Linked DNA regions of Sus scrofa: region 2 is linked to region 1. A link is a contact called in public promoter capture Hi-C data. All regions are on one chromosome and are shown on one strand. Each heading gives the region's core, a stretch centred on a gene start, on an enhancer-like site or on the middle of the called end of the contact. The rest is flanking DNA. Distances are from core to core; before and after follow the strand shown.

The links. Promoter capture Hi-C pulls out the DNA fragments that hold promoters and counts their contacts.
Region 2: a promoter capture Hi-C map of fetal liver shows a contact between it and region 1, with 3 times the contacts expected there. The contact joins the promoter of SF3B4 here to the promoter of GOLPH3L in region 1. A contact is called at or near these places in 1 of 5 promoter capture datasets (fetal liver) and 1 of 47 Hi-C or Micro-C datasets (heart right ventricle).

Annotation. Positions count from the first base shown.
Region 1 is chr4:98,466,135-98,471,846 of Sscrofa11.1, reverse strand. GOLPH3L (Golgi phosphoprotein 3-like) reads right to left here and starts at 1,380. Exons shown (of 5, transcript XM_013997188.2): 1 at 1,183-1,380. HORMAD1 (HORMA domain containing 1) reads right to left here. Exons shown (of 15, transcript NM_001194981.1): 14 at 4,843-4,911; 15 at 2,197-2,867. The coding sequence ends at 2,787.
Region 2 is chr4:99,120,367-99,126,039 of Sscrofa11.1, reverse strand. It overlaps SF3B4 (splicing factor 3B subunit 4), which reads right to left and starts at 2,476. Exons shown (of 6, transcript XM_001926489.5): 1 at 2,349-2,476; 2 at 1,741-1,869; 3 at 662-1,204; 4 at 1-79. The coding sequence starts at 2,382. MTMR11 (myotubularin related protein 11) reads right to left here. Exons shown (of 17, transcript NM_001243446.1): 14 at 5,378-5,551; 15 at 4,951-5,133; 16 at 4,236-4,529; 17 at 3,231-3,918. The coding sequence ends at 3,772.

The DNA.
Region 1 (5,712 bases), core at 131-2,630:
AGCTCCAATTCAACCCCTAGCCTGGGAACCTCCATATGCCGCGGGAGCGGCCCAAGAAATAGCAAAAAAAAAAAAAAAAAAAAAAAAAAAAAAAAGATTAGTATATTCTTTCTCAATTACCAAAACTATGAAAGTACAAGCCTTTTTATACCATGCACTACAGTTGTAAAAATCTAGTCAAGAGTAACTGCATTATCAGCTGTGATAAAGTTAGTATACTTCACATAAATCTAAATGCCAATTTTTAAGATGAAATATAATATTTTAAACTAGCAATTATTGAAAAGAATAGCTTTTTCAAGATCAAAAGAATGCATTCAAAAGCCTCTCTGACTGGATCCCATTCTACCTTCTAGCAATCTTCCCATTATTCCCAATTATGTACTGTTAAACCATTTTTCAAACATGTCCCTTAAATTCCACCTCCGCTCATTCTTACAAGCTAAAGTTCTTTCCCTTTTCCCTTCCTCTCTAAATTCTACCCATTCTTCAAAGGCCTATTCTTAAGTGAATCTGCTTCTTCATTACCCATATGTCCCATCGCCAGGACAGGTCTCTCCCTCAGCTGTACTTTCATACAATTTTATTTATACTTACTTCCTTTAAAGTATTTATTATAGTCTTTCATTTGGTATGGCTGTCTCTCAAATGTAAACTTCTTGAGGGCAGGGACATTGTCTTCTTGGGTTTTTATATTCTCCATAGCAACTAGCACAATGTCTTTAACGTTGTAACTGCTCGATAAATATATACTGATTAAAATGAATACTCAGAAAAGCATTTGAACATTTAAAAAGAAATACAAATGAAGTGACTTACAAGAGATTCTCTGTACAAGGCTATATTTCAAATAACTCTTGGTGGGAGGCGGGAAGAGTGAAAGAGGAAGAGAACCAAGAAACAATTGCTTAAGAGCACTAAGCCTATCTGGCATAAGGAACAGGTTTATTTCCTAATCCAATCCAAAAAATTTTAAATCTTTGGGGGAAAAAAATAAAAAATTTTCTTTGAGGAGTTAATCGCCCCTGGGCATTTACTAATTAAAAATACTATTTGGAAAAAGCCAAAAAAAATCAAAAAACCAATAGCTCCAAAATTAAATAAAAACCTCCCTCACCCCATAAAATAAAAAACTTGGAGGTTTTTTTGGATGTTAGGAAATGTATTCACCCCGTTGCTTACCTGACGTTACTCCTGGGTTACCGCCAAAGGCAGGCTGCAGCTTGAGCTCAATTTTAGGACACGTGTCCCCACCCCCACCCCCCACCCCCGTCCTAGTAGGTGAAAAACTTCTCAGCCACGCAAAGGGAACAAACTTCCTGATCCTTCGATGCAAAGAAGGAATAACACATCAGCTTCCTCAGGATCACTAGGCAACCTACCTTGGTGTTTCTTCATTAGACCAATCAGAAAGCTCCAAAGCTGAGTTCAGCCAATCAGAGCTTACAAGAGGAGGCTCTCCCCCCCGGCTATTGTGTTGCGATCCAGACAAACACCACCGAAAGGAGGCAGGTTTGGGTTTAACCTGACAGCTGGTCAATCCAATGAAGGAACCTTGGTAGAGAGAGGAAAGAGGGCTGCACTCCCCACCCCCACTAATCCGGCCAATCAAAGCCTTCCGTGAGCTATCACCAGCTGCCCATCTACAAAGGTTTCTGTTGGTCAACTGACTTCAGTGTAGCAGGTGTGTTACTGTAGCAGTGTATAGTGGGACAATTAGGTGTGATAGTTGGGGATCCAATAAAGCTAAGAACACATTTAAAAAATTGGCTGTTTTCGACAATTAGCTTAACCCTAACTTTCCTGCTCCAGAAAAACCTGATCTGGGTTAGTTTGTGGACGTTTATTTGGTTTATATTAAACAGGGTAGGCACATTTCTACCATAGCATTCATACTTTCTCTATTAGTGCTTGCTACTGGCGAGCTCATGGATAATGTATGTTTTTAGAATATGGCTGCTGAAACTGCAAGAGGCAAACAGACAAGTTTTAAGTCTTCCTTTTGTAGAGCACAGGAAACAGTCAAGTCTGAAATCAGATCCCAGATTTCTCACTAAAAACACAGTTTCTTTCACACTACCAAAAGTTCTAGGAAGTGTGCTCAACTCTTAAGTAACATCTACTGAAATGATGTCAAAATTAGTGCCTAAACATTTTCTGCTATTTAAATAAAAATTAGAAGCCATGAACGAGTCTAGATGCTGAACAATGTTTTATTTATGCTACCCAAAATGTCAGACTTTTAGTCTTTTTTGTCTTGTAAAAAATGCTAAAAAAGTAAGCACCAATTTTTAATTGCACATTATATATTATTATGTTAATACACTATATCAAAGTACTGAATAACATTGTTTTAACAACATAATGACAAACACAGGCAGTTAAATTATATGGTTTTAACATAGGTAAAAAATGAATTCCTATCAAAATTTAATACCAAAATAAACATTATTTACTTCAAAAAATGGCTTAAGAGGGCCTTAAAAGTTAATATAAGTTTAAAGGAAATGTCCACCAAATGGAATATAGATCAAATTGAGTAGATAATTAACAGAATAAATTACAACACTGGTTATTTTTGTTCTTACTCAAAAGTTCTCTTGAATTTGTCTCAGATAAGATTAAAGATCATCATATGATAGCTAAGAATTCATTTCAGTGTACTAACTGCTTAAGACTACCTATAAGTTTTCAGTGGTAGGGCAAACACACCTTAAAATAGTAATATAGTGTCCTTTCATTTAAATGTTGTGAAGAACTTTGCAAACATGAAGAAAATCATTTTTTTATATATGTTCCTTTGGTTCACTAAACTTTCTTCTTTTTGGCACTGAATCTTGACTAGACGAATCAAAGTGATGAAGAACCTATTAAAAGAAAACAACTACTCAGAATAGATACTTTCCAGTTTAAATGTTTTTAATTTTAGAGCTTTTTTACATCTGATGTTCCTTCCTTCAGTTCTTCCTTATTTCCTCTCTTCTTTCTTCAAAAAAAAATTAAACCTAGCATACTATTTCCCACTAAGATAGGATATCTGGGTTCTTTAAAAGTAGGGTAACTTTTATTATTGACATATTTATATCTTTTGATGACTGCTGAAAGTACATCCTTCTAAGTGTAAGGTTTTCATTAGAGGTGCTGGAGTAGTTAGAAAGATAGACATTATGTCCTCAAAATAGTAAAATATTTTTGGGTAGGATGAGAGGGGAAAGATTAAAAAATAACCTAAGAATAGAGAAAAATTCCACTTTGGCATCATGTTTTGCTTCTGTATCACTGGTGCTCAGCAGTGCCTGATAAATATTAGACATTCAATGCACCCTTGAATGAATGGGAGGATGACTTAGGAAAATTGCTAACAAAATTCTGAGTTATTGAACTTTTATTTTTCTGGTAAAAACTAGTGACAAAATTGGAATATGATTTTGTAGAAGAAAACCAAGGCTTAATACACTAGGGAAAAATAATATATTAATGAAACCTCAAGTTATTCCATCCCCCCCTTTTTGGGGCCACACCTGCAGCATGTGGAAGGTCTACGGCTAAAGACTCAACTGCTCCACAGCAGCGACCAGAGCCACAGCAGTGACACCACTGGATCCTTAACCTGCTGTGCCACCAGGGAACTCCATCATTCCCTTCTTAAGATATGTAAACTGAAAACAGGATTAACCAACTATATTTTTGAGATTACCTCTTTAACATTGAATTTTAAAAAACAGTCCTAATTTTTCAGTTATCTAATTTTAACCTACAAATAATACTAAAAATTCTGGCTTAAAAATATTAGTATCTATCTCAGAAGTGACAAATACAATTATCTGATTTGGTAAAATAAGGTTCCAAATATAAGATAACTGTTACAGGATTTAGGTCAGGAAAATTTTCTTTCTCCTAAGGTGGTAGGAGGAGATACTGTATTTTTACACATGTGGTTTTGGTTATCTTATCTTGTTTCTACTTTAGTTATGATCTCTAGAAAGCTCAGATCAAATCTGTGGCTCAATTTTAATTCTATATAAATAAAATTGCCTGAATATTCTTGTACTCTCATTTTCTCACTCATTCTATTCATATTTTTGTTGATATTGACTTTTACTTTATAAATTCCTCTAACCACCTCAAAGCATTCATGGAATACAACAGTAAATGTTTACAGGGAAAAATTAATAAGCTAACATAGCATATTTTGGAGTTCTCGTTGTGGCACAACAGAAACAAATCCGACTAGGAACCATGAGGTTGCAGATTCAATCCCTGGCCTCGCTCAGTGGGTTAAGGATCTGGTGTTGCCATGAGCTGTATAGGTGTCAGACATGACTCGGATCTGGCATTGCTGTGGCTGTGGTGTAAGCCGACAGCTGTAGCTCTGATCCCTAGCCTGGGAACCTCCATATGCTGCGGGTGTGGCCCTAAAAACCAAAAAAAGAAAAAAAAACCCAATAGCATATTTTATTTTAAAATTACCCCATTTTTTAGAATCAAATATATTTAAACAAAACTTAGATATCAGAGCTCTGAGGTATATCCAGGAATATCATATTTATCATTAAATTGAATCTATAATCTGAAACTTGCCATTTTATTCAGCATATATATATATTACTATGAGACAGTGTCTTCAGAGTTCCCACTTGGGCACAACAGGATCAGCAGCTTCTTGGGAGTACTGGTTGCAGGTTCAATCCCTAGCCCAGCCCAGTGAAAGATCCAGCATTGCTGCAGCTGCAGCTTAGGTCGCAACTATGACTTAGATCTGATCTCTGATTCCTGGCACAGGACAACTCTACATATATGCCATAGGGCGGCCAAAAAAGGGGAAAAAAAAGGGAGACTTACTGTTTTCCCAGATTCAAGCTGACTTCTCTTCCGACTTTCCTTAGATTTTATTTGTTGATTTCCATTAGCCTCCACAAAGACAGAATAATTACAAATTGGTTATTTCTCAAAGAACAACCAACATAATTTTTCAATTACAGGCAACTATATGCAGTTAAAAAAAAACTTTACTGAGATATAATTCAGATACCATATAATTCATCCATTTATTTTATTTTTATTTAATTTTCGCTGTGCCTGCAGTATGTGGAAGTTCCTTAGCCAGGGTTTGAACTCACGCCACAGCAGTGATCCAAGCTGTTGCAGTGCCAACACCAGATCCTAACCCACTGAATCACAAAGGAACTCCTCATCCATTTAAAAGTGTACAAAATTCTGGAGTTTCCATCATGGCTCAGTAGTTAACAAATCCGACTAGGAACTATGAGGTTGAGGGTTCGATCCCTGGCCTTGCTCAGTGGGTTAAGGATCCGGTGTTGCCGTGAGCTGTGGTATGGGTTGCAGAGGCGGCTAGGATCCCGAGTTGCTGTGGCTCTGGCGTAGGCTGGCAGCTACAGCTCCGATTCGACCCCTAGCCTGCGAATCTCCATGTGCCGTGGGAGCGGCCTGAGAAATGGCAAAAAGACAAAAATAAGTAAATAAATAAATAAATAAAAGTGTACAAAATTCAATGATTTTAAGTATATTTAAGGAGTTGTGCAACTATAACCACAGTCAATTTTAGAACACTTTCATCCTCCAAAAAGAAATTCTGTACAATTATATCTATCACTCCCCTATACCAACCTCTCACCAGCAAGATTTTTTGTTTCTACAGATACCCCTATTCTGGACTTTCACATAAATGGTACCATGTAATATGATTTGTGT
Region 2 (5,673 bases), core at 1,227-3,726, 650 kb before region 1:
GGCATGGCTGGGGGTATCCCAGGTGGAAGGGCTCCAGGAGGCGGTACTGGGGGTGGGAAAGAGCCAGGAGGAGGCATGCCTGTAGAGAAAATAGAAAAAGAGTTCATGATAGTGAGAAGAGAGTACCTTTAGGGGGCCTGTTCCAATCTGGCCTCTAGGCAAGATGAGTTCTTTTCCCCTCCTTCCAGCTCTCTAAAGTCAGAAGCAACTTAGACAACTTCAAAATTCTAGAACAGGAGTTCCTGTCATGGTGCAGTGGTTAACAAATCTGACTAGGAACCATGAGCTTTCGGGTTCGGTCCCTGCCCTTGCTCAGTGGGTTAAGGATCTAGCGTTGCCATGAGCTGTGGTGTAGGTCGAAGATGTGGCTCAGATCCCACGTTGCTGTGGCTCTGGTGTAGGCCGGTGGCTACAGCTCCGATTAGACCCCTAGCCTGGGAACCACCACATGCCATGGGAGTGGCTCTAGAAAAGGCAAAAAGACAAAAAACAAAAAAAAATGCTAGAACAATTCAACAATGTTCTTCTCACTGCATCCATTACCTCTCAACCCCTTTCTCATCACCTACTGACTCAATGTCCCCTCCTTTCCAGGTTCTTTTTCCTTCTTCCTGCCCTCCCCCCAATTTAAGACAAACATATTCTGAATAGAAAGCTCTACCTGGTGGAGGAAGCCCAGACCCCAGTGATGATACCACAGGATTTGGAGCAGACGGTGGAGGGGGGGCATCTGCAAAGAGCTGATGAGGGCGGTCAGCCTGGGAGAGTGGGTTCTGTGCTGCCAGAAGTCGTTCAGCTGCTGAGCCATGGCGCTCACCCTTGGAGTCCTTCTTGAAGGCATAGGACACAGTGATTGGGCGGTTACAGAGGTACTGCCCATTCATGGCCTCAATTGCTGCATCCGAAGCATCAAATGAAGCAAAATTAATAAAGGCATAACCTTTGGAGTTGCCTGTGTCAGGGTCCCGCATTATCTTGGGGGTTTGTAAGATGACCCCAAAGGCGCTAAAAGTATCATAAAGCAACTTCTCATCAATTTCTGGGTCCAGGTTTCCAATGAAAATGTTGGCTCCCACATCCAGGTTTTTGTTGTGAGCTGATGCCTTGTTCACCCGTATCGGCTTCCCATAGAGTTTGATCATGTTCATGATCTTAATGGCATAGTCAGCATCTTCCTCACTTAAGAACTCCACGAAACCATAGCCTAGGGAAATGGAAAAGAAGAGTTAACTTAAGTGAAGCGATTCAAAATGAGGTATAACTCACCTTCTAAAGTACAAAGAACAAGAAAAAATAATCCTACTTCAACTGAGAATGGTTCCAGAAACAAACTGAGTTTAAGAGAAAGAAAACTTTAGCTTGCTTATTCCAAACAGTTGTGAATACTGCCGGGACCTTCCAGGAGCAGTTTGTTTCCTCAAAACATAACTGCACTTCTTGGGAGTTCCCGTCGTGGCTCAGTGGTTAGCGAATCCGACTAGGAACCATGAGGTTGTGGGTTCGATCCCTGCCCTTGCTCAGTGGGTTAAGGATCCGGCGTTGCCAGTGAGCTGTGGTGTAGGTTGCAGACGCCGCTCGGATCCCACCTTGCTGTGGCTCTGGCATAGGCCAGTGGCTACAGCTCCGATTCAACCCCTAACCTGGGAACCTCCATATGCCGCGGGAGCGGCCCTAGAAATGACAAAAAGACCAAAAAATAAATTAAATGAAAAATAACTGCACTTCTTGCCATGTACTCACCTTGATGCTGACCAGTGACTCTATCCTTTGGCATGTGGGTGTTGACTACTGGCCCTGCCTGGAGAAACAGTTCCCACAGCAGTGGTTCGCTAACTTTCTCATCGAGGCCCCCCACGTACACAGTGGCATCTGGAGGACAGGGTTAGGAGGTTAGGACAGAGATGAGAGGAAATAAGGAGGTGACGGGAACATGAAGTCGGAACCCAGGCGGTGGAGTTGCGGGTGGAGATGGGGTATTGGAGCAAAGAGAAAAAGAAAAGAAAAAAAAAAAAAAAAAAAAAAAAAGACGTTAGCTTATACCCCTACACCGCCCTCCATTCCAGGTAATACAAAATCTTCTTAAATATAATTTAAAGTTCTGGCGCACATTCTCTTTGTAATTTTTTGTGTGCGTGAGTGGGAAGGCAGCAGGGGATGGGACATAGACAACATCACACCTACAGGCCTCAGCCTCTGGGCACCCGTCCATCCCGCCCCAGCAGGCATCAGGCCGGTCTAGCGCCTTTTGGGATGCTCCAATCTCCCGCCCTGGCGGAAACACTGCTGGCTGTAACCCGAGATCCCCCAAACTCCCCTGGGCCCATCCCGGACTTGTGCCCTCCACTCACCCTGATTCCGCTCGGAGATCGGCCCAGCAGCCATGGCGAAAGACCTCCCGCCGTCTCCAGGCAGCGATACCGCCTCCTGACCGCAGTACTACTTCCACTTCCGGGGCGAAGGCGGACGTAGAGGCGGTGGGCGGGGCCTATGCAGGGGAGGAGCCGGAAGCGGCCGCGGCCATTTTAGGAGCCGCTGAGACTTGAAGTGATTGGTGTTACCGTGTTCCGCGGTCTTTGGTTTTGTGTTGAAGTGCCGCTCTGACAGGTTAGGGCGGGGAACGCGGATCGGAATCTCTCAAACGCCCTAAGGCAGTGCTTGAAGTTAAAGGATCACGCTGCTCCCAAAAATGTCAATTCAGGAGCTAAGAGAACAATATTTTTCGTATATTTTGTGGCCTCCTTTGATTCCCAGAGAAGGGTCTTCTGCCCAAGGCGTGGAGGCAGCTGTCCACCCCGGCCCGCAGCCTTTGGACAGATGGGGCCCCATAGTCCTGGCCTGGGCTTTCATTTTTCCTCAGGGAAGGGATTGCGGAATGTCTGAGCTGGAGTGACGTTGAGCTTGCCTAGTCAGTATTGCATTGGGGGTGACGGGAACCAGAGGCTCAGAGATGGGAGTGTGTGTGACCAGCGCTGAAGAGTGGTTAACACTGAAGTCCAGAGGCTTTGGTCTCAACCCCCAGAGCACACCCCAGCCCCAACAACAACGTCTGGGTCTGTTTTTGCCACATCAGCACCACAGGGAGAACCCAAACTATGAATTCTGCAGAGCTTCACCTGAACCATCCCCTTATTTCCTTAGCAGTAATTCGGTCTGTATCTTCCTCTCTTGAGTCACACCATCACTATCTTACCTAGGTTCCTTTATTCAGACACAAGAAACAATGCCAGCAGTGTGTATAAATACTGTGATTTAATGAACTCCTTAAATAGAAATGCCGTTACAAAAATATACAATTGGAAAAGACTGGGTGTCTCCCATAGCCACACCACACCCAGAGAAAACTTTAAGGGAAGAAATAGAAATTGGAATCAAAGGAGCAGCAGGGGGAGGTGAGAAGGAGGTCTGTAGGCCATCTTGTTGGCACTGACAAATTGTTTCTCTGACCTCACAATTTACCAGCTCAGTATCCAAAATTTCCATCCAAAAGGGTTGGAATGCATGAAAAAAGGGCAATCATATTCCGGATTGGTTTTGTTGGTTTTGTTTCTTTAATTCTTCAGGTCACAAGAAACTATTTAAACCAAGAAGGATAGGGTAAGAGTTGGATAAGGTTAGCCACCTATCAGCTATGGAAACTCAAGTCAGTGAGCTTGTTTAAAGGCTGGCATATGAAAGCTGAGGGAGTAAAACCAGATAAGATTTGAAGGATTAGACAGAATTCTCCCTCACCCCAGACCACTCTCTGCCCCGCCCATGAGAGAGCCAGCAATTTCAGTGGGATTGGGAAAGAATGGTATTTGGATCTCTTTTCTTGGAGTGATCCTCAGGAGATATTCTTGGTGTCCATTTCCTTAATAACTCCTGAAGATGGGATAGCTCATCCTGGAGGCCAGCGATTGTGGGAGCTGAGAGGCCCATCTGGGGAGGGGGTGAAGAGAGGCAGAGAGGACTATTATTGCAGCTCTAGCTCTGCTTCTAAGTTCTGTCTGCTACTTCTGGCATCCTTAATTCTTTCCTACTCCAACTATGCCTTAGGTTCCACTTGATATAAGCCACAAGCATTTCCCCCACACTCCCATACCTCTCCACTTTGATCCCAACAGGAATGGTACCTCACTTCCCAATCCCCAGCCCACTGCCTTTCCAACTTCTGGAAACATCTGGTTTCTTCTAGGACATTTGGGTCAGCAGTCAAGCCCCTTCTCCCACTCCCAGTCACTGTCTTGCCTTCTTACCTGGACCTCAGGCCTTCCCCTCAGGTAGCAGCGTCTCCAGAGCCTGATCTGGGGTCCCAGATATCCAGGCAGCAGTAGTCCTGAGGGTAAAGGGCAAGCTCCCCAATGTGAGGGGAGTCCCCACTCCTGATCAGCCAGGCTTTCAGAGGAGCTAGCCGGTCGAGGGAGCCAGCGGGAAGAGACTGCCAGCAGAGAGGGACTGTCCCGCCAAGGACACAGCTGATTCAGGGGGGTCAAAGCCCCTCTAGAGAAGAGCCACACAGAAGTAGGGGGTCCAGGAACCATGAAGCTTGGCTAAGGAGGAAAGGAAAATCAACTGGCAACCTAGAAACTTGATGACCCCAGTTTCCCCAAACTGGGTCAGGAAGGAATGTCCATCTGCCATCCACTCAACACTGCATGAGTGAGCAAACCATAAGCCTCCCCCGAGAACTCTTTATTCAGTCTCATTAGGCTACAAACTAGGCCTCAGGATTGATGAAAGCTGATTTAGGGAGACATAAAAATGTATGCGTGAGATAGGAAGAGTAATAAAGATGAGAAGGATAGAAAAGATGCCTTTCGTGAAGGATTTCTGTCTTCCTAAGGACAGTCAGGGACTGTATGTGACAGTTACAGAAAAAGAGTGAGGAACTCACTGTCTTTCCACTTCTCCCCGTTAGTAGGATGAGCCTGTGAGAAAGTCGAAGGAATTTAGGAACTTTAGACACTTTACCTGCTGTCTAGGGAGCCAAGAATCTGGGCAGTGTTCCGGGTCATAGCCAGGATTATGGAATTGTAGTATCTGTTCATTGCTATAGCGTAAATCCCAGTCCCAGACAGACAGCTGCGGGTTTATAGAGTTCCCAGCGGGGGGCTGGGAGTAGCCTGCAGTATAGACTTGTGTATAGGTGTTGATCTAGATAGAGGAAACAAGAAAAAGGATGGTTAAACAAACAAAATATACCATTTTTCTCCCAGGTGTAGAGAGAAATCATGAAACTCTCTTCTCTAAGAATCAGGGTGAAAGTCTAGGCCTGGAAATGAGCAACAGCCTCCCCACTTTCCCCACCACAGACTTCACTTTGCATAATAAACACTAAACTTCAGAGAGTATGTGTTAATGGGGAAAAAGAAACAGGTCAAAAAAGGATGTCACTGACCTGTCCGCTTTGCTTTCCACGTTCCCAGGGACTGTCTCTCAAGAATGTTAGGGTGTCAGGAACCCTGACACTGTCATGAAGAGCAAGCAGGAAGAACTCAGAGAATTCAAACTCAGCTGGAAATTGCTGGAGGAGCTGCCAGACGCAATCAAGGAAGAGGAGAAACACTGGGGCCTGAGAAGAGGGAAATTAAGAGGTTGGAAGGGATTATGGGGACCTAAACGGGGAAGATGGCAAAATGACAGGGCAACAAGGGGACACTAAGGAGGTCGGAGAATGAAAATCTCAGTTCAGGT